4 separate regions of the Mus musculus genome follow, and all the other regions are linked to region 1. A link is a contact called in public promoter capture Hi-C data. All regions are on one chromosome and are shown on one strand. The core of a region is the stretch at or near the end of the contact, and the rest is flanking DNA. Distances in the headings are between cores, read along the strand shown. Region 1 holds the start of Psmc3ip (proteasome (prosome, macropain) 26S subunit, ATPase 3, interacting protein). Region 2 holds the start of Tmem106a (transmembrane protein 106A). Region 3 holds the start of Ptges3l (prostaglandin E synthase 3 like). Region 4 overlaps Stat5b (signal transducer and activator of transcription 5B).

Evidence for each region. Promoter capture Hi-C pulls out the DNA fragments that hold promoters and counts their contacts. Capture Hi-C pulls out chosen DNA fragments and counts their contacts.
Region 2: a contact with region 1 is called in a promoter capture Hi-C map of pancreatic islet. The contact joins the promoter of Tmem106a here to the promoter of Psmc3ip in region 1. A contact is called at or near these places in 1 of 39 promoter capture datasets (liver), 2 of 115 datasets of contacts at active chromatin or transcription factors (bone marrow-derived macrophages and pancreatic cancer cells) and 1 of 9 other capture datasets (pancreatic islet).
Region 3: a contact with region 1 is called in a promoter capture Hi-C map of liver. The contact joins the promoter of Ptges3l here to the promoter of Psmc3ip in region 1. A contact is called at or near these places in 11 of 39 promoter capture datasets (the C10 cell line, the HPC-7 cell line, HPC-7-derived erythroid cells and 8 more), 3 of 484 Hi-C or Micro-C datasets (Th1 cells, liver and nephron progenitors), 2 of 115 datasets of contacts at active chromatin or transcription factors (the SCID.adh cell line and fetal liver) and 4 of 9 other capture datasets (adipose tissue, embryonic stem cells, liver and 1 more).
Region 4: a promoter capture Hi-C map of liver shows a contact between it and region 1, with 2.2 times the contacts expected there. The contact joins the enhancer-like site here to the promoter of Psmc3ip in region 1. A contact is called at or near these places in 9 of 39 promoter capture datasets (3T3-L1-derived adipocytes, the C10 cell line, embryonic stem cells and 5 more), 1 of 15 datasets of contacts at CTCF or cohesin (the NIH/3T3 cell line), 1 of 484 Hi-C or Micro-C datasets (liver), 8 of 115 datasets of contacts at active chromatin or transcription factors (the 230-238 cell line, acute myeloid leukemia, bone marrow-derived macrophages and 5 more) and 3 of 9 other capture datasets (adipose tissue, embryonic stem cells and pancreatic islet).

What each region holds. Positions count from the first base shown.
Region 1 is chr11:101,092,609-101,097,769 of GRCm38.p6, forward strand. It overlaps Psmc3ip (proteasome (prosome, macropain) 26S subunit, ATPase 3, interacting protein), which reads right to left and starts at 2,827. Exons shown (of 8, transcript NM_008949.3): 1 at 2,735-2,827; 2 at 2,550-2,650; 3 at 2,328-2,417; 4 at 1,073-1,184; 5 at 255-400; 6 at 116-169. The coding sequence starts at 2,768. Retreg3 (reticulophagy regulator family member 3) reads right to left here. Exons shown (of 9, transcript NM_026501.3): 9 at 3,714-5,161.
Region 2 is chr11:101,579,052-101,584,212 of GRCm38.p6, forward strand. Tmem106a (transmembrane protein 106A) reads left to right here and starts at 3,191. Exons shown (of 9, transcript NM_144830.3): 1 at 3,191-3,274; 2 at 3,574-3,653; 3 at 4,507-4,733. The coding sequence starts at 4,526. It overlaps Nbr1 (NBR1, autophagy cargo receptor), which reads left to right. Exons shown (of 24, transcript NM_008676.3): 24 at 1,534-2,900. The coding sequence ends at 1,707.
Region 3 is chr11:101,423,291-101,428,451 of GRCm38.p6, forward strand. It overlaps Ptges3l (prostaglandin E synthase 3 like), which reads right to left and starts at 2,038. Exons shown (of 7, transcript NM_001357574.1): 1 at 1,326-2,038; 2 at 865-978; 3 at 687-753; 4 at 490-588. The coding sequence starts at 1,333. It overlaps Rundc1 (RUN domain containing 1), which reads left to right and starts at 1,795. Exons shown (of 5, transcript NM_172566.4): 1 at 1,795-2,320. The coding sequence starts at 1,814.
Region 4 is chr11:100,787,894-100,793,054 of GRCm38.p6, forward strand. It overlaps Stat5b (signal transducer and activator of transcription 5B), which reads right to left. Exons shown (of 19, transcript NM_001113563.2): 13 at 2,854-3,060; 14 at 774-868; 15 at 476-606. Among named protein-coding and RNA genes, the nearest start is that of Ghdc, 20 kb to the left of the region's middle. Within about 2 kb of position 3,083, at least 72 of the 459 cell types and tissues checked have an H3K27ac peak or open chromatin away from gene starts, as enhancers often do. A contact at or near this core is called in 3T3-L1-derived adipocytes, the NIH/3T3 cell line, adipose tissue and 1 more, where this site is marked.

The sequences.
Region 1 (5,161 bases), core at 1,577-4,076:
CCCTCCTTATGAGGTGAGCAGCGGCAGTACAAGGCGCTGCCTGCCGGCAGGATCATTCCACACCAACTTCCCCGGTGACTGTCCCTTCCACAAGCACCCTGGGGTTCCCACTCACCATCCTCTTCCGCTTCCTCCACTCTTTACAGTACTTCTGTCTGTCTCTGTACACCTGAAAGGAAGGAGTGTGCTTGTCTGAGCTCCTTGTGTCTGTTCACTGCAGACCTGCACAGGCAGCCTGCAGCCTCCCCACTCACCTTCTCCTTCTCTTCTGGAGTGACATGGTTGGTAGCTGCTTTGATGTTCTTCAGTCTCTCTGTGTATTGAGCACACTCCTTCTTTAACTCCTGAATCTCTTTCTGCATCTCAGGAGTGGTCAGCGCACTTGTTAATTCCTTCAGCTCTGAAAACACATGTCCTCAAGAGTCACTTGGGACGAGTGAAGAAGGGATCCTGCCTTGCCCAGCAGGCGCGTCCCAGAGGTGGGAGGTCAACTTGCGTCTTGCTCTGGGATCTCTCTAGAATAGGACCCCACACTCTGGAAAAGCTCAAGAAAAGGCTTAGAGCACCATCACTCTGTTTCCTATTTTTCTTTCCTGCTCCATCTAAAAGCAACAGTGCCTTGTAAGGCTAAGCCGAGTGCTGTACAGATAATTAAAGGAATGGGAATAATAGATGCAGTGTGATCAAAGGGCCAGGGCTTGTCTTGCTCTGTTGTACTCAGAAGCCATAGCTAAGTCAGTCTGTCTGTCTGTCAGTCTTTCTTTCCTTCTTTCTCTTTCTCTCTCTCTCTTTCTTTTCTTTCTTTTTTTCCCGCTTTTCAATACAGGATTTCTCTGTATAGCCCTGGCTGTCCTGGAACTCACTTTGTAGACCAGGCTGGCCTTGAACTCAGAAATCCACCTGCCTCTGCCTCCGCCTCCCGAGTGCTGGGATTAAAGGCGTGCGCTACCACGCCCGGCTTCTGTGTTTCTTTCAATGCAACATCATAGGCACCTGGCAAAGGGGTCTTAGCTGCAGTCAAGGAACCATTCTGTTAGCAATTTATGACCTCCAAACCACGGCCCAGTCTTACCGGCCTCCATGTGTCGGCAGCTCTGCTGTAAGCTCTGCACCTTGGCAGTGAGGGCCACGATACTGGCATCCAGGCCGTGGAGGTCCGCATCACTCACTGTGTCAAACTGGTTCTGCCAGCCAAGAGAAATATAGCTGATTCCATGAGGCACAGAGAGAAAAATACACATCAGGGGAGGCGGCATTCAAATATGGAAGCACCAGTAGGTGACCCCTAAACCCAACAGTGGGAGAGGATGCTGGGGCTAGTGGTACAGGCTCCTCACTCCAGCAACCTGGAAGGCTGAGGCAGGGGGACTATCTGTACATTAATTAAGTGGCTGGGCATACAGCTCAATGGCAAAGTAGAGCAGAATAAGTGAGACCAAATGCTTTAGAAAGTCTAAAAATACAGTGGAGCTCTTGAGCCATCTTGCCAGCCTCAATCTGCATTTAGATAGATCATTCAGGATACAACATCCAAGATTAAACCTTAATACATCATTTTAGACAGGCGGGTCTGACTGAGAGCAGTGATGACACGTTAGATTTAACAACTGCAAAATAAATAAATAAATAAAATTGAGCTAGCCTGGGCCACGTAGTGAGGGCTAATCTCAAAAAAGAGGGTGGATGGGGGTAATCAGATATAATTGACAAATAGCCACACATATCAGGTGTATAAATAAGAGAGACAAAGACTTACATTCTAATCTCTGGGTTGAGAAGAGAGGTTTCCTGACAGAAAAATGCTAGAAAGCCAATTAGGGGGCAGAGAGTAAGCATTCAACATTGGCCATATCGATGCTGGTACTCAATATTATCTGGATAATAATTATCCAGAGAGAAGTCTGGGTAGGAGAATGTAAATTTGATGTGTTTGGGGTAGTGGGGCAGAGGAAGAGGAAAAATGATTTGGCAGGAAACGATAGCAGAAACGAGACTAGGAGTTGTGAGTCAGGGTCTTCCTTTGTTCATAGCTCAAATGAACACTGATGAAGGCAGCGTGCAGCGTACAACTGACTTAAGAGTATCTGAAGCTCTTTCATACCACTGATTAGATTATTTTGTGAGGTGCCTCAACACTTTTTTTTTTTCCCCGAAACAGGTTTCTCTGTGTAGCCCTGGCTGTCCTCGAACTGAGAAATCCACCTGCCTCTGCCTCCCAAGTGCTGGAATTAAAGGCGTGCGCCACCACTGCCCGGCATGCCTCAACACACGAAATGCTGAGATTCACTCAGACAAGCTCTCAGGTGAGTGTTAATCTGAGTTCTCACCTGATCGGCAAAATAAATTTTCTGCTTGCCGTAGGTCTTCTCTTTGATCTTGCCTTCCTGGGCCAGCTGATCCAGCGCCTTCACTACCGCCTAGCAGAGGAGAGGGTGAAACAATTAGCGCGACCCCAGACGGGGGAGATTTCTGTTGTGACAAGGAAGGCAGGACCCAAGGCTAACAAGGGAGTCCAGCGGGGAGGGAGCCCCCGCAAAGGGGGTTCTCACCGCCTTGCCCAGTCCATGTTCCTTCTGTAGGTTTCCGAACACGTCCTGGGCGCTGTAGGGCCGGTTTTGTTCTTGCAGGTACCTCAGGATGATCCCGGGGGCTGCGGGAGACGAGGTAGGATATGGGGGTCACCTCCGACCCCCTCTCCTATTCCCCTCCCGGGTCTTGCGGGCTTTGCCGTTACCTCCAGCCGCAGCCTCGGCCCGGCTTTTACTCATGGCCTTTCCCGCCACCAAACTCGAGAGCTGGACTGGTCGGTTGCTCCGGGAAACGCCTCCTTCCGGTGAGGAGGCGGGACCTTAACGCTGATTGGCTAAGGAAGAAGCCTGCCGGAAGAGTACCCGGACCTTCCGGGACCCCGTAGCCCTAGTAGCGGCTGTCAAGAAGTCGCAGTCCCCGGCCTTAGTGACAGGTCAGCGGCCGCCTCCTGGGCCCGCAGTGCTGCCTGTGGTGAGCGGTCCTTTCTATAAGCCGCCAGACCCTGTTAGGCCGAGTTTGAGCACTCGTGACCTTGAGCTAAACCCGCGTGGTGTGGGAGCCGGGTCATCTACCACGCCGCTCAAGGGTGCACAGAGCTAGTCCTCCACAGGAGTGGGACTAGTTTTCTCACGTATAAAGGACCTGTAGGTACTTTTGTCAGAGGGTGGCTGTGAACGCCAAGGACACCAACGATTTTCGTGTCGCATGTAGGGGGCGCTCGACACCTAGTGTCATTTGAACGCCCAAGAAAGACGGTTAGGAATGGGGGCTACTCAAGCCACAAAGCTTGAAGTCTCCAGTTATGAGCTGCCACACCTGGCAGGTGCTTTCCATTCCTGACCACAGTGGCCAGTCCGGAGGAGCCTGAAATAAATATTTCTAGTTTCTGAGGTCTGCTGACGGTCAAAGAGCAGCTGTCCTTGCAGCTCAGTGGAAGGGCACAGTATTAATTTTTCAGTCCTTCAACCTAAAACTTCATTAAGCCATTATTCAGAGCCCGGCGAGGTGGCGCACGCCTTTAATCCCAGCACTTGGGAGGCAGAGGCAGGCGGATTTCTGAGTTCGAGGCCAGCCTGGTCTACAGAGTGAGTTCCAGGACAGTCAGGGTTACACAGAGAAACCCTGTCTAAAAAAACAAACAAAAAGATAAATCTAAAAGAGAAAAAAAATAACAATTGACAAATGCCCGCAAGGTATTAGTTATATTTATGTCTTGGTTGTAGGGGGGAGACGTGGCCTCAAGAGGGAAAAACAGAAAGGGCAGGAGGGTCCCTGACATCCACCTGGGCTTCCTCTTCTGAGGATCACCACACCAGATTAGCTATTATCAGATTAATGAGAAGACTTATCAAGGAAGTACACAACGAAACAGCAGTCTCTTAAAAGATTGTTCTCATACAAGATTTATTCCCCTGCACCCCCCCACCCAGCCCAATTCACAGTGGAGGACTTGGGAGATTCAGAGCAGGTTCCACTGGTACAAGAAAAGACCTGGATTTGCTTGCTCCCCTTCCCTCCCTCTTCCTCTTGCCAACTCCCAAAGCATGAAGCTACACACACTCATGCAAACACGCAAAACCCCAAGCCTTTCCCTCACCTCCCTTTTTTTGTTCTTTTCCACATCATCGAGTTCACCTGTAAGACATCTACCTGGCTCTAAGGAAAGAGATGTCCAAAGTATTTGAGAACCCTAAAGTGGGGAGATGCCATTATTATGCCTAACTTTCACACTCACTGACTATGAAACAGGCACCTGCCATTCCTCTTCTCACTGTTATTCACTCCCTGGCCTCTATCTTGTCCATCAACCAAGAGCAAAAGTGTTAGCACAACCCCCAACCTGCAGCACATAAAAATGGGCTCTGTCCAACATCCCTCACCCAAACACAAAAGTGCTGGGGGAGTGGTCCCTGAGGATCAGCAAAGGTTAATGCAAGAGGGAAAGAGGATAGAAGAATTTGGCTTGAGCTCTGATTTGGGAGACAGAGAGGCAGTATGCTGGCACAGGTTGAGAACCAATGATCATTTAAGGGGTTTTCACATGATTTGATTCGGGGCTGCAGAACACCTACCCTTGAGAATGGTCTCTGCTGATTACCAACATCCTTACTAACTGGGCTCATCCTTACAGGAGTTAGGAAGTGGTATGGTAAGAAGAGCTGGTGGCTCTTGGGATGAACGCCATGGCCATTTGTAAAGTGCTACTTTGCTATCCCCTGTGTAATTAGTGCTTCTCCAGAGGAGGAGCAAGGGAAGGAGGAGGGACATAAACATGGATATGATATTGCTTTGCTCATTGCTCAGATTGATGGTCAAATGGAGCCAAGGGTTAACAGCACCAAAGACAACCACACAGCTCCAGGAGCTTTCATGAGACCTCAAGGTAGGCACTCACCAACCCAGCCAGCCAGCTGATCCTACAGCTCACGGTGATATAGCAGAGGCTCAGCCCCACAGCATGTTCACATTTCTCAAACTCTGCAAGCACTCTGGAGTGCTCAGGGTCAGCCCTCTAGAAATGAAGATGGGCTCAGGGACAGGAAGTGGGCCTGCTCTGCAGAACCAAAGGGCACACTTGCTTTGAGAACACAAATCAAATCATGGTAAAAGACACAGATGATAACTCCTGTAG
Region 2 (5,161 bases), core at 1,941-4,440, 490 kb after region 1:
AAGGTGCTTGCTGCCAAGCCGTGACACCCGGAGTTCCGATCCCGGGAAGGAGAGAACTGACTCTCACAAGTTGTCCTCTGGCATTCACATGAGCACCCCACACACAAACATACAGTAAAATGCATAATAAACTGGGCGTGGCGGCGCAAGCCTTTAATCCCAGCACTTGGGAGGCAGAGGCAGGTGGATTTCTGAGTTTGAGGCCAGCCTGGTCTACAGAGTGAGTTCCAGGACAGCCAGGGCTACACAGAGAAACCCTGTCTCAAAACTAAAAAAAAAAAAAAAAGCATAATAAATACACCCCCAAGTAAAACAAGTTTATTACTTGCCAGTTTTCTTAATGTTGAATTTACAACTTATCCAGGTTAAAAGTAAAGTCATGCAGCATGCAGTTGGCTGTGTACACCTCCATTACAGAGGATGGATTTGACCTGAGGCTGAAGTTTGAGAGTCATTTACATACAGGTTCTAGCAGGAGCTGTGTGATTGGATAAGATTATCCAGGAAAAATAAAAGGCAGAAGCAGCCTTTTAAGTATCAAAGCAACAGGATTCTACTAAAACAGAACTTAGAAGAAACAGGGCCACTGCTGCAACTTGGGGAGGTTTATAAGGGATCAGTAGACAGTGCTAAATGCTGCAGAGAGCTGTGACCTAATGGTGAGGAATTTGACAATTCAAGTATGCCTTGCTAGCTACGTGGGGGAAGGAAGGTAAATATTAGTCTACATGTCTACACTAGGCAGAAGGTGGTGTTTATAAAAGAGACTTAAGGTTGGCAAGCCTAGCAGTGAAACATGTTATCAGTACAAATGAGAGGAAAGATTTCTGAGGTAGTAATGGTAAAGAGAAAAAAATGTGCCAGACGTGATGGTACCATCCTTTAATCTCAGCACTTGGGAGGCAGATAGATCTCTGTGAGTTGGGGGGGGGGGGGGGGTTGTTCCTGTAAACGGGTGTTAGCTTCCTCTTAATGAGATCACTTCTGTTTTGAGAGTAAAAAGTCAAAAAGACTGCCCAAAATATAATTTCACAAGTCTACGCCCATCTTACTTGCTATCTGGTGAGGTTCTGTCTCAAGCCATCCTCAGGAAGTCTCTCTTGCTCATATTTGCTCATTACCACTATTTTATGTTAAAGTCTTCGAGGCTTCTCGTCATCTTGCTCTTCAATTATTACTTGGCTGAAGAATGGGTGGTTTTGTTTGTTTGGGGTTTTGGATACAAGGGCTCATTCTGTAGCCAAACCTATGTTCTTCCTCCAAGCAGGAATCGCAGGTGTGAGCCACTGTGCCTGAGCGCGCTGCTTTCAGAAAGTCCTCTGAAGCATCCTCTGTCACCCTCTCCTTCAGTTACGCACACACATAGTCAGCAGCACTGTCAACCCCATTGACTTGTTAGGGAAACAGGAAAGTTGTGCCCTTGCATCTGATCACCCAACACTTTGAATAAGGAGGAAACACTAGGATGACAGTGTAATACAGATTTGCAAAGAAGCAAATTATATAGAAAAATGTCTCCTTGTCTCTGCACAGCCCATCGTTTCTGAAGATCAGACCACAGCCCTGATGGCCCATCTCTTTGAAATGGGATTCTGCGACAGGCAGCTGAACCTAAGGCTGCTGAGAAAACACAATTACAATATCCTGCAGGTTGTGACAGAGCTCCTTCAAGTGAATAACAACGACTGGTACAGCCACCGCTATTGAGGACTGACCTTGTATTAAATAACTGCCTGCCGCTCAGAGGTGGTCTCTCTGCTGTCATTGAGTGTGGGTGGAAGCCCTTGCTTGCTTTTTAATCTGATGAATCTATGTCTCTGAATTGTCAAAACAGTACCTGTTACAGTATTTTTTGGAGCAAATCAAAGGCCAGAACTTAAATTTTCACTGTAGAAATGGGATGAATGGTAGGAAGACAGTTTTCAACTCAGCTGGACAGAACTCTCGCCGCTGTAGTCCGTGGAAGCGAGTAACTTGGACTTCCTTAGATCGCTTTTCCTTCTGCTTGTATTGAAATTGAGTATTTTCCTTTGGTTCATGTGGATGTTTTTAATGGGCTGTTAAATATTAGTTTGGTTTTTGTTTTTTAAAGATTAACCTTGAATGTTTCCAAGAATTATTCACCTAGTTTCTATAACCAATCGCAAGCCTCATAGCTACATAAAGACAGCAGATCAAGAAAGTCATGTTCCTCAAAGACTTAGAAATGAGGAACACTTTGCTTTCAGAAGGCCTAGCAGGAACCTGGAAGGACAGGAGGCATTCGGGTTAACCCACAGCACCCACTGAGCAGTGTCTGTCAAAGTAATTTTGCATAAATTTTATTTAAGGAGAATCCTGGGTAGTGTGAAATATTTTGCTAATCCTATGGGGGGGGCACCTGTTACAGAAAGGGAAAGTTAGTAGTCGTCCTTTTACTGACTGTCACAGTGGATTGGAAGGACAAGCATGTGCAAATACTCATCTCAGTAAGGTCGGGTGTGGGTGAAAGGACACAGAACTGCTGCTGACTTTCCGAATGTGTGGAATCCCCTTGTGAGGTATCCAGCCCTAGAAAGCCGAGAACAGGAAGTAATGCTTTGGGGCTAACCCACAGAAAGGTTAGTTTACCATTAGAATAGATGGGAAGAAGGCTCTGTCAAGAGTTCTAGGTCTCATTTAGTTTATAAAGGGAAGCTTTGGGTCCAGATGGTGAAAGAAAAGGCAACACAACACTAAAGATTTTATTCATGTTTGAGAAAAGGTATCTGAACTCCAGCTCAAAGGGGATAGTTAAAATAGTATTATTTAACTTAGTTGGTATTTATAATAAATGGCGATCTTAATTACTCATAATATGTTTATTTACAATCTAACTCTTGAATGCTTCTAAATAAACCACAATTCAAACTGCAAGCCAACCAAGCTGTTTATTGTTTAAAATGTTTTCCTGGGGTTTGGGGTAGAGGCAGAGCCCCATGATGTGAGAAATTGGGTATATTTGGAGGGACCTGTCCATCTAGGTCCAGTTTTTCGTTCCGTTGTACTTGCACGTAGCAACTTAAAAGAATTGTGAATACGTGTTATTTGAAACTCGTACCTGAACTAGTTTGGTCCTGGCGATAGCAACATTTGTCCTGTGAGACTCGCAGAGCCGGAAGTGTCTTCCAGTGGCCTCTCAGGAGGAGAGGGCGGGGCGGGAGCGAGGGGCGGGGCCGAGCCCGGCTTGGACTCCGAGCTTGTGTTAAATGTGCAGCTCCCGCAGTTTCGATTTTGCTGAGGGCGTTGTCACCTGGTAAGGCGTCCCTGGGACCCCATCTCTTTACCCTTTTCAAAGCAAGAATTCAGAGACGTTTGGGCTTACTCAGCGCCCAACACGTTGTTGCCCAAATTTGACTAACGGCCAGTGAGGTGGGATTTAAAATCCTTCCTCGATGAAATCCTACCTTTTCCTTCCTTGCCTACCATAGCAGAATCCCCTAGTAGAGAGGACTTGACCCTCCCGGTAGACAAGAGTCCCTGCTCCCCACTTTCAACACATTGACTCTCTCTGGTCTCCGCTGAATTGAGCTGTTCAACTCCACCCTACCCTAGAGGCCCTTCTCCCCAAAGGAGCATTCCAGAAAACCCAATCTTGGAGCTGAGCAGAGCCTGGAATCCCAGACCTAAACCAGGTGAGTAAGGGTCTTTATTTTAGCCCAGGAAGATGTGAGTATCCTAAGGAGTTACTGCGTCATTCAAGCCACTACTCAGGGATTGGGGGCAAAGTTCAGATTTGGCCTTGACCTTGCCTTAGGAAGAACAGACTCCGAAGTCTCAGAAAGCAATGAATGGATCAAGGCTCCCTCCCAGTCCAGTTTCACAGGGTTTCTTAGCCACAGCTCTTTTTTTTTTTTTTTTTTTTTTTTTGGTTTTTTCGAGACAGGGTTTCTCTGTATAGCCCTGGCTGTCCTGGAACTCACTCTGTAGACCAAGCTGGCCTCGAACTCAGAAATCCGCCTGCCTCTGCCTCCCGAGTGCTGGAATCAAAGGCGTGCGCAACTCTGACCCCTTAAGCCCTGCTTTTCCAGCCAAACTCCCGAATAGAAAGAAGCCTGCCTTCTACACTCCCAATCAGATTTCAGGCCTATCTGCTCTGGGATTTCTACAGAGTAATCACTTGATTAGAAAAGACAAAAGGACCCTTCCATAATAGGAAGCTGTGCTTCCCGCTCCTAGTCCTACCCAGCTTCCCTGTCTTTAAAATAAAGGACAGCTCAGCTTTTCCTGGTTTAAAAAAAAAAATTCTACATTCACTTGCAGAAATCCCTTAAAGTGAAATAACTTCTGCTTTTCTTTGATTTCCTCTGAATTGAACTCTTACTTAAAAAAAAAAAAAAAAGAGTTCCAAGGCACCTCCCAAACTGTTCTTCCCTAAGCAAAAGCTTCTTAGATAATGGTAGGGCTTCTTGGCAATCTTAAAAACTTAAAACCTCACATCAGTGCTAACAGGTTAATAGCTCTGAACCTTGTTTTATTTCTCATTAGTGAAAAATTCCGCTGGACTATGGGTAAGGCAGTCTCCCAGCTCACCTCTCGGAAGGATGAGGACAAGCCTATCCTACCTGATAACCCAGCCATGGCCAGCCAGGCTGCCAACTACTTCAGCACTGGTAGCAGCAAGCCAGCACACTCCTGTATGCCTTATGAAAAGGCTGCTAGTTCCAGCTTTGTGACTTGTCCTACCTGCCAAGGCAATGGGGAGATCCCCCAAGGTGAGTAGCCCAAGGCTCTGGAAATACTCTAGAAACCAGGGAGCGATCCGGATCTGCCCCTCCACATCTCCTGGAGTAGGTAGACCTCTCCTACGTATGCAGTCTCAGGCTGGCCAAGAAGGACCCAGGTCCTGCTGTGGTTCTATTCCCCAGCTCCTAGAGGAAAGTTTCGTGTCTGTCTGTTCCTCAAGCCAGTGTCTTGGGATTTGGGAAGTTAAAAATGACCTTTTCAAGCCAAGCGTGGTGGCGCACACCTTTAATCCCAGCACTCGGGAGGCAGGGGCAGGCGGATTTCTGAGTTCAAGGCCAGCCTGGTCTACAAAATGAGTTCCAGGACAGCCAGGGCTATACAGAGAAACCCTGTCTCGGAAAAAAAAAAGGACCTCTCCAAAGGAACAGGGCCACCTCTGACTTTGTAGTGACTCAGT
Region 3 (5,161 bases), core at 788-3,287, 330 kb after region 1:
CTGTAATGAGATCAGATGCCCTCTTCTGGTGTTTATGAAGACAGCTACAGTGTACTCATATAAATAAAATAAATCTTTAAAACAAACAAACAAAAAAGAAATGAGACAGAAAATAGGCAACGATAATAATACCTGTAATGTCATACACATGCTTGCAATATCAATGTTCAGGAGGCTGAGGCAGAGGGATGGCAAGTTCAAGGCCAGCCTGAGCAACAACAAAAGAGCTTGACTCAAAAACAAAAGCGAACAGACAAAAACCTACTTCCCCCAACAAACCCTGGTGGTTGCTGTCTAGACTAGGAGGAAATATATAGATTTCAGAATAAATAGAATATCAAATACACACGACCCAGAGGACTCCCTAAAATAGTGACTGGAAAGAAGCCAAACACAGCTCCAGATATAACTCTGATGCTTGGGTGCACAGAGAGAATGCTCAGATGAAGGGAGAGCACAGGAGTAGACCACTCCTGCACACACACTCACCTTTATATCCTCCTTTGTGAGCCTAGGCCAGGCCACCTTCTCCTTCCATTTCCTCACAAAGCAAGTAATGGAGCGACCAGAACGCTTATCCTGGGAGTCCTGTCAGACAGATAGCCTTATTTTTAGGATAAACTTCCAGTCTCCTTGCTTGGCCAGCCTTTCTTGTTCAGATATGACTATCCTTACCCTGCCCTCACCTTGGAGTTCACCTTGGCATAGAATTCAATCTCGTTATACAGCTCCACTCCATCACCATTCCTGCAGCTAAAGTTACAGTAAAGAGACATAGGAAGTGACAGGATAAGTTCTTGAGACACCAGGAGGATAGGAACGGTTCTTGAGACCCCAGGCCAGTCCACAGGGGAAGACTACTACCTGAACACGACGCGGTGGTCCTCAATGAGCACACTGACGTCGGTGCTGTCCTCAACGCAAAACTCCATGAAAACATATTTGGGTCTGTCGTACCACAGAGTCCGGGCAGGCTGCCTGAAGAGGTTGGAGGTGGGGCTTGGTAGGGGTGGGCAAGACTGAAGGCAATATGGAAAGGTGGAGGGAGGAGACAGTAGAGTCGTACGTGGTGCCACTGAACCAGACAGAGGGGAGTAGTGGGAGTGGGCAGAGGTGGCGAGAATAAACCCAGAGAGCCAAGGGAAGTAAGGAGTTAGAAAATACGTTCAGATCTCACCACCCCCTCTCACCCACAGTCACAGAGACGTGGAGTCTGGGGTGCTGGTGGGCAGACTCAGCGGCTTCTACAAATGTGGGAGAGGAAATCTGCAGGAAAACGGACAGGGGAATATGTAGGACCTGTATGATGGCGGCCTGAAACTCACCGTTCCATGGTGACTCCAGCTGCCCCGTGGCTTTTGGAGTCCCAAGAAAAGGCCTCTATCTTTAGATTCTAGGAGGCTCCTAGCAGCTGCCTCTCCTTATATGGTAGGAGGAAGGGTTGCGAGGGAGGGAAAGAAAGTTGGCTTGACAGCAAGAGTGATTTGGACTCCAGAAGGACACCGGGAGCGTTTTCTACATCTCGGGGTCTCCAGAAATAAACATATCAGAAATACAATATCTACTCTCTATCCAGGGAAAGGGCTACTCTAGCCCCTATATGCAGGAAGTTACTTGTTCTCGGTTTCATTCACTTGTTCCTCCAACTCAAAGTGTCTAATTCACAAAATGCATTAAAGTCCCGAGGGGGCGGGCCCTCCCGAGATTGGAGGAGTGCAAGACCCGCCCACCACTCGTCCAGGCTTCCCTGCCAGAGCCCGTTGCCATGGCAGCAAGGGGGCGCCACTGACGTGCGGGCGGCGTTTCCGGGAAGATGGCGACGGTGGAAGTGGCTACGGAGCTAGGAACTGTGGTGACCGCTGTCGGGCCTAAGGCGAAGGACGAGGAAGAAGAAGAAGAGGAGGAGGAGTCGCTGCCACCATGCGAGACTGTGCGCTGGGCTCCCGTGGGGGCAGTGGCCGAGGCCGGTCCTGGGGCGGCGACGTTCTCGGAGGCGGCGGCAGCCGAAGAGCCTGGAGCGGCTCCGGGCTCTCCATCCGACGCGACTGTCCGCACGCTGAGGCGGCTGGAAGCCGAGCGGCGGCAGCTGGATTCGGCCCTGCTCGCGCTGTCCTCGCACTTCGCGCAGGTGCAGTTCCGTCTGCGCCAGGTAGTGCGCGGGGCGCCGGCGGAGCAGCAGCGTCTCCTGCGCGAGCTCGAAGACTTTGCCTTCCGCGGCTGTCCTCACGTCCTGGGTTACGAGGGGCTGGCAGACCCTTGTGGCGGTGACGAAAGCGATGTGCTGCCGGGGGACCGGCCACGGGTGCGGGGTGAGGACCAGGTGAGTGTCTGCCGCTAGTTCCGGATGCGGATGAAGATGATGCAGGCGGGGAGTTTGTGGGTGGTGATGCTGACACGGACCGAGGTAGAAAGGGTGAGGAGCGACCGAGCTGGAAGTACTATAGGCACGTGTATGCAAGATAGAGAGAAGAGTCAGGAAGATGCAGAAAGACATATGGCGAGCCTTAAAGAGTATTGAAAAGGCAGTTGGTAATGGAAGCCGTGCTGCCTCTGTCGACTTTGAGGTACTTGAGTGTGTATTTGTGTCACTCTCTCTACCCTGAAGTATATACCCTGAGCACTTATTGATAGAATGAACATTGGGAACGGGAGAAGTGTTAAGTGAAAGGGAAGTGAATTGGAATCCATGGAAATTGAAATTAATGCCCCGTGCTTTTTTTGGCATATAGATAGGCTGTGATCTTTATGCTGTCTTATCTCAGTGACGGCTTTGGTGAACAGACACCATCCCTTGGCAGTGGAAAGAAACACACCTGACTATAAGGATGTCCTGACAGTGTTTTCAGACTGCTCTGCCATCCTGGTTAATAACGGGGTTCTCTGAACGGGGCCTTCTGACTGACCAGTGCGTTCTTCAGTACACCGAAGAAGCAAGGAAATTCTGTAAACCACAACGCGGGAAGATTCCTTACAAACTTTGAACGTCTGGAAGCTGGAAGTTTTGAGACAGGCCGCCTTTTCCGCTTCCTGTTGTGCAGATTGCAGTCCACATGTGGCTTTCTTCCCACTCAAAATGGTTTAGCCAAGAAAACTTATTGGTAGGAGATAGTGACTTATGCTGATCTGAAGTGTTTCCAGTTCCTTCCTTCTCATACCCATATACCCTTGCACAAGGAGCAGTCAACCACAAGTCAACAGACTTAAAAAGTGGCCAGGCCCTGTCCAGTATTGAATGCCATGGAAGGTCCTGGGCAGAGATGGTACTGTCTCTATTTTTTATTGTCACTTTCAGAAAAAATTGTCAAGGTAATGACATAAAAAAATTGTCCTCGCTCTGCCAATTAAGCAGCTGTATTGTTAAGTACATTCTTTGGGCAAAATGATATATTTTTTCTGCTTTGGGGGGGGCAAAGGGAACAGTCTTGGGGGTGGCACCCAGGAAGTTGCATGTTGTAGACAAGCACTCTGTCACCAATTAAGCTATGTCCTCAGCTCTTGAAAATTATTATTATTGATTTTTTTTAAAAGACAGGCTCTCTGACCCAGAACTTGCTATAGAATCATCTTGAAGTTTTTTTGGGTTTTAGTGTGTGTGTGTGTGTGTGTGTGTGTGTGTGTAGGAGCACAGTGCTGGTGTCACAGCCTACTTGTGGAGGTCAGAGGACAGCTTTTAGGAGTTAGTTCTCTCCTTAGAATGTGAGTTCGAGACATCAAGCACAAGCCATCAGGCTTGGTGTTCCTAACCTTGAATTTCTCCTCATCCCACCTCCATCTTCTGGATACTGAGATTATAGGCAGGTGGACCAACCGGAGTTAGTCAGTGCTTGGGTTTGAACCCAGAACCTAGTACACTCGAGGCAGGCACACTACCAAGTTAGCTATCTCACCAGTCTCTCCCAATTACCTTCAACTTTATCTCAATGTGTACTGGACATTAAACATATTATTTCCTGCCTTGCCCCAGAACTTATTTGGTCTTGCTGATAAACTTGTTTGATTAATTCCAGCAAATATGCTGTAACGATGACAGCGAGTGACAGACTTGGCAGGTGTAGTCATGGAAACAAATCAGGATTTATAGCTGGTTTCTTTCTTCATTGGCTTCACAAAGGAATGACAAAGATAGACTATGTTTTTGTTTCTTTCTCTTTTGGGTAGTTAGACAATTTCCTCCAGTTCATTATTTGGAGTTTGTTGTTCTATACCTAATTTAGTTCAAAAAACATAAAAGAAATATGTAATGAGGTCTGGAGAGATGGTTCAGTGGATCAGAGCAGGCTGCTCTTGCAGAGGACCCAGGGTTGATTCCCAGTATCTACACAGCAGCTCACAACTGTCTATACATGCTGTTCAAATGATTGGGGACCCTCTTCTAGGCTCTGTGGGCACCAGACACTCCTGTAGTGCACAGACATACGTGTGGGCAAGTCATCCAGGAACATAAAATAAAAATGTAAAGATTTTTTTTTTAAGGAAAAGAAATAAATATATTGAGAATTCACCCGTACTGGGCACAGTTCTAGGTATATTGAACATCAAAAGTCAAGGTCCTTGAGTTTGTAGATTAGTAGAGACAGGTCCTAAACAAACACTATAATGACTAAGTGTACACAATACAAAGGAAGAAATGACTTGTTCTTCCTGGAGAAAACCAGAGAAGGCTTTTTCAGTGGAGGCCTAGTTAGTAACTGAGGAAAAGAATGGGGCTATGGGGCTGGTGAGATGGCTCAGTGGGTAAGGGCACCCGACTGCTCTTCCGAAGGTCCAGAGTTCAAATCCCAGCAACCACATGGTGGCTCACAACCATCCGTAACAAGATCTGACTCCCTCTTCTGGTGTGTCTGAAGACAGCTACAGTGTTCTTACATATAATAATAAATAAATCTTTAAAAAAAAAAAAAAAAAAAGAATGGGGCTATGAGGAACAGCAGCAACACTCAGGAAGAGCTGGAGAGCATCCTGAGGCGTCGCCAACAAAGCTAAAGGGAGGGGATTGCTCTTTACGAAGCTGGAGGAAAACGTAATTCTTTGTTTTTTGTCTTTTCTCTCTCCTCTCTCCTACCTTGCTGCTTGAGGGCTTGGTAAGTACCACTTTAAGGCTGACTTTAATTCTGTGTAGATCCTAGTTTATAATGCAGCCTTATATCTATGAGTGGTTTAG
Region 4 (5,161 bases), core at 1,833-4,332, 300 kb before region 1:
AGCCAGGGAAAGCCTGAGAGCTAGAACAAGCAGGTAGAATGTTTAAAACACTGAATAGACAAAGTAGCAAGCTACTCTACTTCAGTGTGAGGGCCAGACTAAGGAAGGAATGGTCATTCTTAGGTGGCAATGTTAGCAGCAACACCTGGCATTAATTAGAGAATCTTGGATGCACAGAAGGACGGAAAGGAGCGCCAGGCTGAGTAACAATAAGGCAAACGTTTTAAAAGGGAAGTGGCAGCGACTCTGCCCGACACCCATGCTAGGGCTACAATTCAGCATTTCCCATAATAAGGTTGCTCACAGGCTGCCTTCCGAGCAGCTGTGTCATGGCTATGTTAGCGATTCTTGTAATTAGGTCTGTCTCCAACAAACAATATATTCTCAGTAAGACGTGTTAGAGTCATCTTGTGACAAAGCAGCTGACTTGGGACTCAAAGCCAAACCCTGTCTCAAAAAAGGGCGAGGTACTCACGAGAGTCAAACTTCCAAGCAATGGTGATGCCCCCGATTTCCGAGTCGCTGAAGCGCAGCAGGAAGGTCCCGTCTGGCTTGTTGATGAGCAGGTCGTGGGCCTGTTGCTTGTTCACGAAACCCAGGATAGCCCTGGATCAGAGTCAGAAGCAGAGGGTGACAATGTCAGAGAGAAAAACCTATGGATTTTCATACCGACTTATAGATGATGGCAGCCACAGCGACTTGGGAGACCGAGGCAAGAGGATTGCTTGAGCTCAAGATCAGCCTTGGCAATGTATTATAAAGATGATTCTCACCCATCATTCCAGTGAGGCTTGAGATGTTTTTTCAATACTTCCATCACGCCATCAAACCACTGCCAGAAAGTGTAATTCCGTCCTGGCAAATTCTCCTGGTTGGGGACATGAGAGTGAACGGGAAGAGAGCCACAATGAGCATTAGAATATCAGCTGCATATGGCAGAAGCACTTCAGAGTTGGCTGTAAGGGACACTTGTCCTGGGCTTTATACAAACACCTTCCACATGCAGCCTGCGAAGGGTTGTCTTGTTCTGAATTAACTTTAAGTCTAGACGTCACCCAGGAGGCACACAAGACTCAGTGGCCTTGGCATATGTGATGCTAAGTCATTTCCCTAGAGACCCAGCGACCTCAGTGGGCTCAAGTTCAAGTGGAGTCCTCCCAGTGTCTAAAAGCAACAGCCCTGGAGCTAGAGAGATGGCTCAGCAGTTAAGAGCACTTGTTCTTGCAGCAGACTGGGGTTCAATCCCCAGCATCCACATGATGGTTCACGACCATCCATAACTCCAGTTCTAGGGCACTGCATACATGTGGTACACAGAGAAACATGGGGGCAAAACACCCACATACAAAATAATACAATAAAATAAATAAGACTCAGAGGCCTTGATATATGTGAATTTCCTCCTCCCCCGCCCCGTCACATATAGCAAGATGGCAAAGAGGGGAACAGGAATCTTAGGGACAAGAGCCAGATGCTGGGAGATAAGACTGAACTCTAAGGACCATCTACCAGAATCCTAAGACTGAATTCTGGGGGCCCAGCCACCAGAAGAATAAAACTGGACTCTGAATTGATTTTTTTCCCCCTTTCAGGTTCTTTATAAAAATGCACGAGGAAAAGACGGGAAGGCAGATTTGGCTCCAACTTCCACACTGTCAGCGCTCTGAATAAAGCAAAAAGCTTCAAACCCTGGCTTGTGCTTTGTGATGGGCAGCCCAGGCTACGTACAGACACTTCAGATGGAAAAGAAACGTCTCCACTGTCAGAAGCATGCAAACATGCCTGCCTGCCTGTTACCAAGTCATCTTACAGTCTCAGGGACAGAGCAAGGAGGGAAAGGGAGAAGGGAGGGATAAAAGCCACAGAGCTGGTACCCCCAGGGGATCCTGCTAGATTTGGTGGTCTCGCCTCTGGCCATTTCTGTGGTCTGAGACAAGCAGCACCAGTGTCCCCTGGGAGATTCTGAGATATGCACATTTTTCCAGGCTCGCCCTAGATCTGCTATGAATCAGAGCTTACACTTTTTAACAAGATGCAGGGTGGGTTCATAGATCTGACCTGAATTAGATCACACTAAGCCACAGAGGCTGACATCATACACACATTCCTAGTAATTATCAGCCAAGTACAGTAACCAGGTTCTGTGGGAGGCAGGGGCTTTACCACAATGGCAAAGGTAGACCACCGAGGCCTGTTTTCCTGACCTCCTCTGACGACCGCCGATTGGGTCCAGAACCATTCAGAAACCATGAGCTTTCTAAATTAAGGGCATCTGGGTCTCTGGGTTACAGACAGAGCAGGGAGAAGTTTAACTGAAAATCAAAGCTGTGACTTGAAGAAACATTTCCTTTGTCCGTACCCCCTTCCAGGGGCCTGAGGGTTTCTCGGAAGTCTGTGCTGAGCTTGGCTTACATTTGCTTCACTGTGTCCTTTATTTTTAATTTTTTTATTATATGTAAGCACACTGTAGCTGTCTTCAGACACTCCAGAAGAGGGCATCGGATCTTGTTACAGATGGCTGTGAGCCACCATGTGGTTGCTGGGGTTTGAACTCAGGACCTCTGAAAGAGCAGTCAGTGCTCTTAACCACTGAGCCATCTCTCCAGCCTACACTGTTTCCTTTATAGAGGAAGAAATGCATTAAGTGCCCACAGGGCCCAGCTCACAGACACAAAGCAAAGATGTCACTCTATGTGAGACCTGACCCTCAAACTGTCCATCTACACAGATGTTTCTGTGACCTTGGGTAGAGCTCATGAGAAATAGGAAGAACAGGGGCCCAGGGCAGGGAAACTCCAGGAGGCAGGCATTTGGAAAGGTTGGAGTAAGAGCGGCTGGCAGCCAGCCACTCACCCGGTTGAACTGGGACCAGGACACGGACATGCTGTTGTAGTCCTCGAGGTGGTTGCTGCTGATGTTGAACAGTTTCTGTGCCAGGAACACGAGGTTCTCCTTGGTCAAGCCCCGGTTGCTCTGTACTTCAGCCTTGAATTTCATGTTGAGCGCTTCACACAGCTGCGGCCACAGCACCTTGTCAGGCACGGCAAATGGCACCCTGCCCTGAGAGGGAGAGAAGCCAGCCTCTAAGAGAACAGTTGCTTGCTTGATTCTCTCAAGCCACAAAAGGAAAGCAGCAGTGGCTGGAAGGAGTTGGGTTTGTCTTGCCAAACCTGAGCATATTCAGACATTCATAGGATGTCCTGTTCTGAGAGACACACAAGGCTCTACTTTAACGTCCTCATTCATGACACAGCTGCAGGGCCACCCTGCCTTACCTGTGCTGGCTTGGGAGCTACTGACCCTGCGGTCAGATTCTGGTTCTAATAAATAGCATCAGAGCAAAGTACCACCAAGTTTTGGCTCATGGTCTGGATTCACTGGAAGTTTTAGATAGTGAAAACATGGGTAGGTGTGGTGGCCCACGCCTGTGACCTTAGCACCTGGGAGAGAGAGAGGTACAGGAGTTCTAGGTCATTCTTTACCGCATAGCGTTTGAGGTCAGCCTGGGCTATGTGAGACCCTATTTTAAAGAGAGAGAGAGAGAGAGAGAGAGAGAGAGAGAAGGAGGGAGGGAGGGAAGGAGGGAGGGAGTGGGAGGGAAGAAGGGAGTGAGAGAGAGAGAGAGAGAGAGAGAGAGCAGTCAGACAGACAAGCCTGGCTTTCTAAGTGAGCAGAGGGAGGGCACACATGTGCAGCCCCAAGTATAATACTTGCTTGTCCTTGACACCTGCCAAGAACTCTAGCTCACAGTGAAGCAACTTGGCATGGAGGAGTGGAAAGTTTCTAGTTGGCAACTTGATTGAGAAACAGTTAGAATATGAACTTGTAATACACTGCCTCTCATTCTATTCAGCTGGCTGGTCAGTAGGTACGAGGGTAGTTAGGGCCAGAGGGATGTGGTCTGGTGCTCGCACCACACAGGGCAGTGACCAAGATGGCCAGGAGAGGGGACTTCCTCTCTCTTCACCTTCCTGCTTCCTTCCTCCTCCCCTCCCTGTGGGGGTGTGTGAGGGTGAAGCACATATGTGCACATAGGTGGAGGTCAGAGGTCAACCTCAGGTGTCTTTTTTCATGAGTTCTCCACTTCTTAAAATTTATTATTGGGGCTGGAGAGATAGCTCAAGTGATGAAGAGCACTGGCTGTTTTTGCAGCACCCACATGGCAGCTCACAATCATCTGTAACCCCAGTTCCAGGGGATCTGATGCTCTCTTCTGGCCTCATGGGCCACAGGCACAACATGCTACACACATATACATGTAGGCAAAACTCTCACATGTATAAAATAAAATATAAAAACTCATGTCTCCATATTTGCATGGCAAGCACTTTACTAAGCCATCCCCCAAGCCCCTTTCTTAGTTTGGGATAGGTCTCATGCAGGCCAATCTGGCCTTGAACTTGAAATTAATATATAGCCAGGATAAACATGAACTTCTGATCCTTCTGACTCTACCTCCCAAGGGCTAAGATTACAGGAGTGCATTACCATGACTGTTCAGGGGACTACCTATCATCTGTCTGTCTGTCTGTTGTACCTCACTACTAAGGTTATATAGTCTACCATGTCCGGACAGCTTCCCTGAGCTTGGTGTAAAATGAAGAACAACCAGTCGGGCGTGGTGGCTCTCGCCTTTAATCCCAGCACTCGGGAGGCAGAGGCAGGCGGATTTCTGAGTTCGAGGCCAGCCTGGTCTACAAAGTGAGTTCCAGGACAGCCAGGGCTACACAGAGAAACCCTGTCTCAAAAAACCAAAACCAAAAAAACAAAACAAAACAAAACAAAACAAAACAAAACAAAACAAAAAAACAACCTTCTCTAAGCAGGGCTTCCTCTTCTTCTGATCTGGGGAGCCCAAACCATACTCTGGGGGAGGTCACATAATCCATGGTGAAATTCAAGGAATGCCTCTCCATGCAAATGAGGTACCCCCAAGCCTCAGCCAATGTAATTTCACTTTAAGAAGAACCCCTTTCCACTCTCCTAGGTTCATATACACAGCCCTGGTTCACCCCGAATAAAGTGTGTATGCATACAATGCATACAAGCCTATCCTGAATAAATCCCAGCATACAGTGGTGTCTGGATACTCCGAGAGGGAGGAAATGGAGGACCCAGAATCACAGCTGGATTCCAACATGCATAACACCTCTCTCTCCCT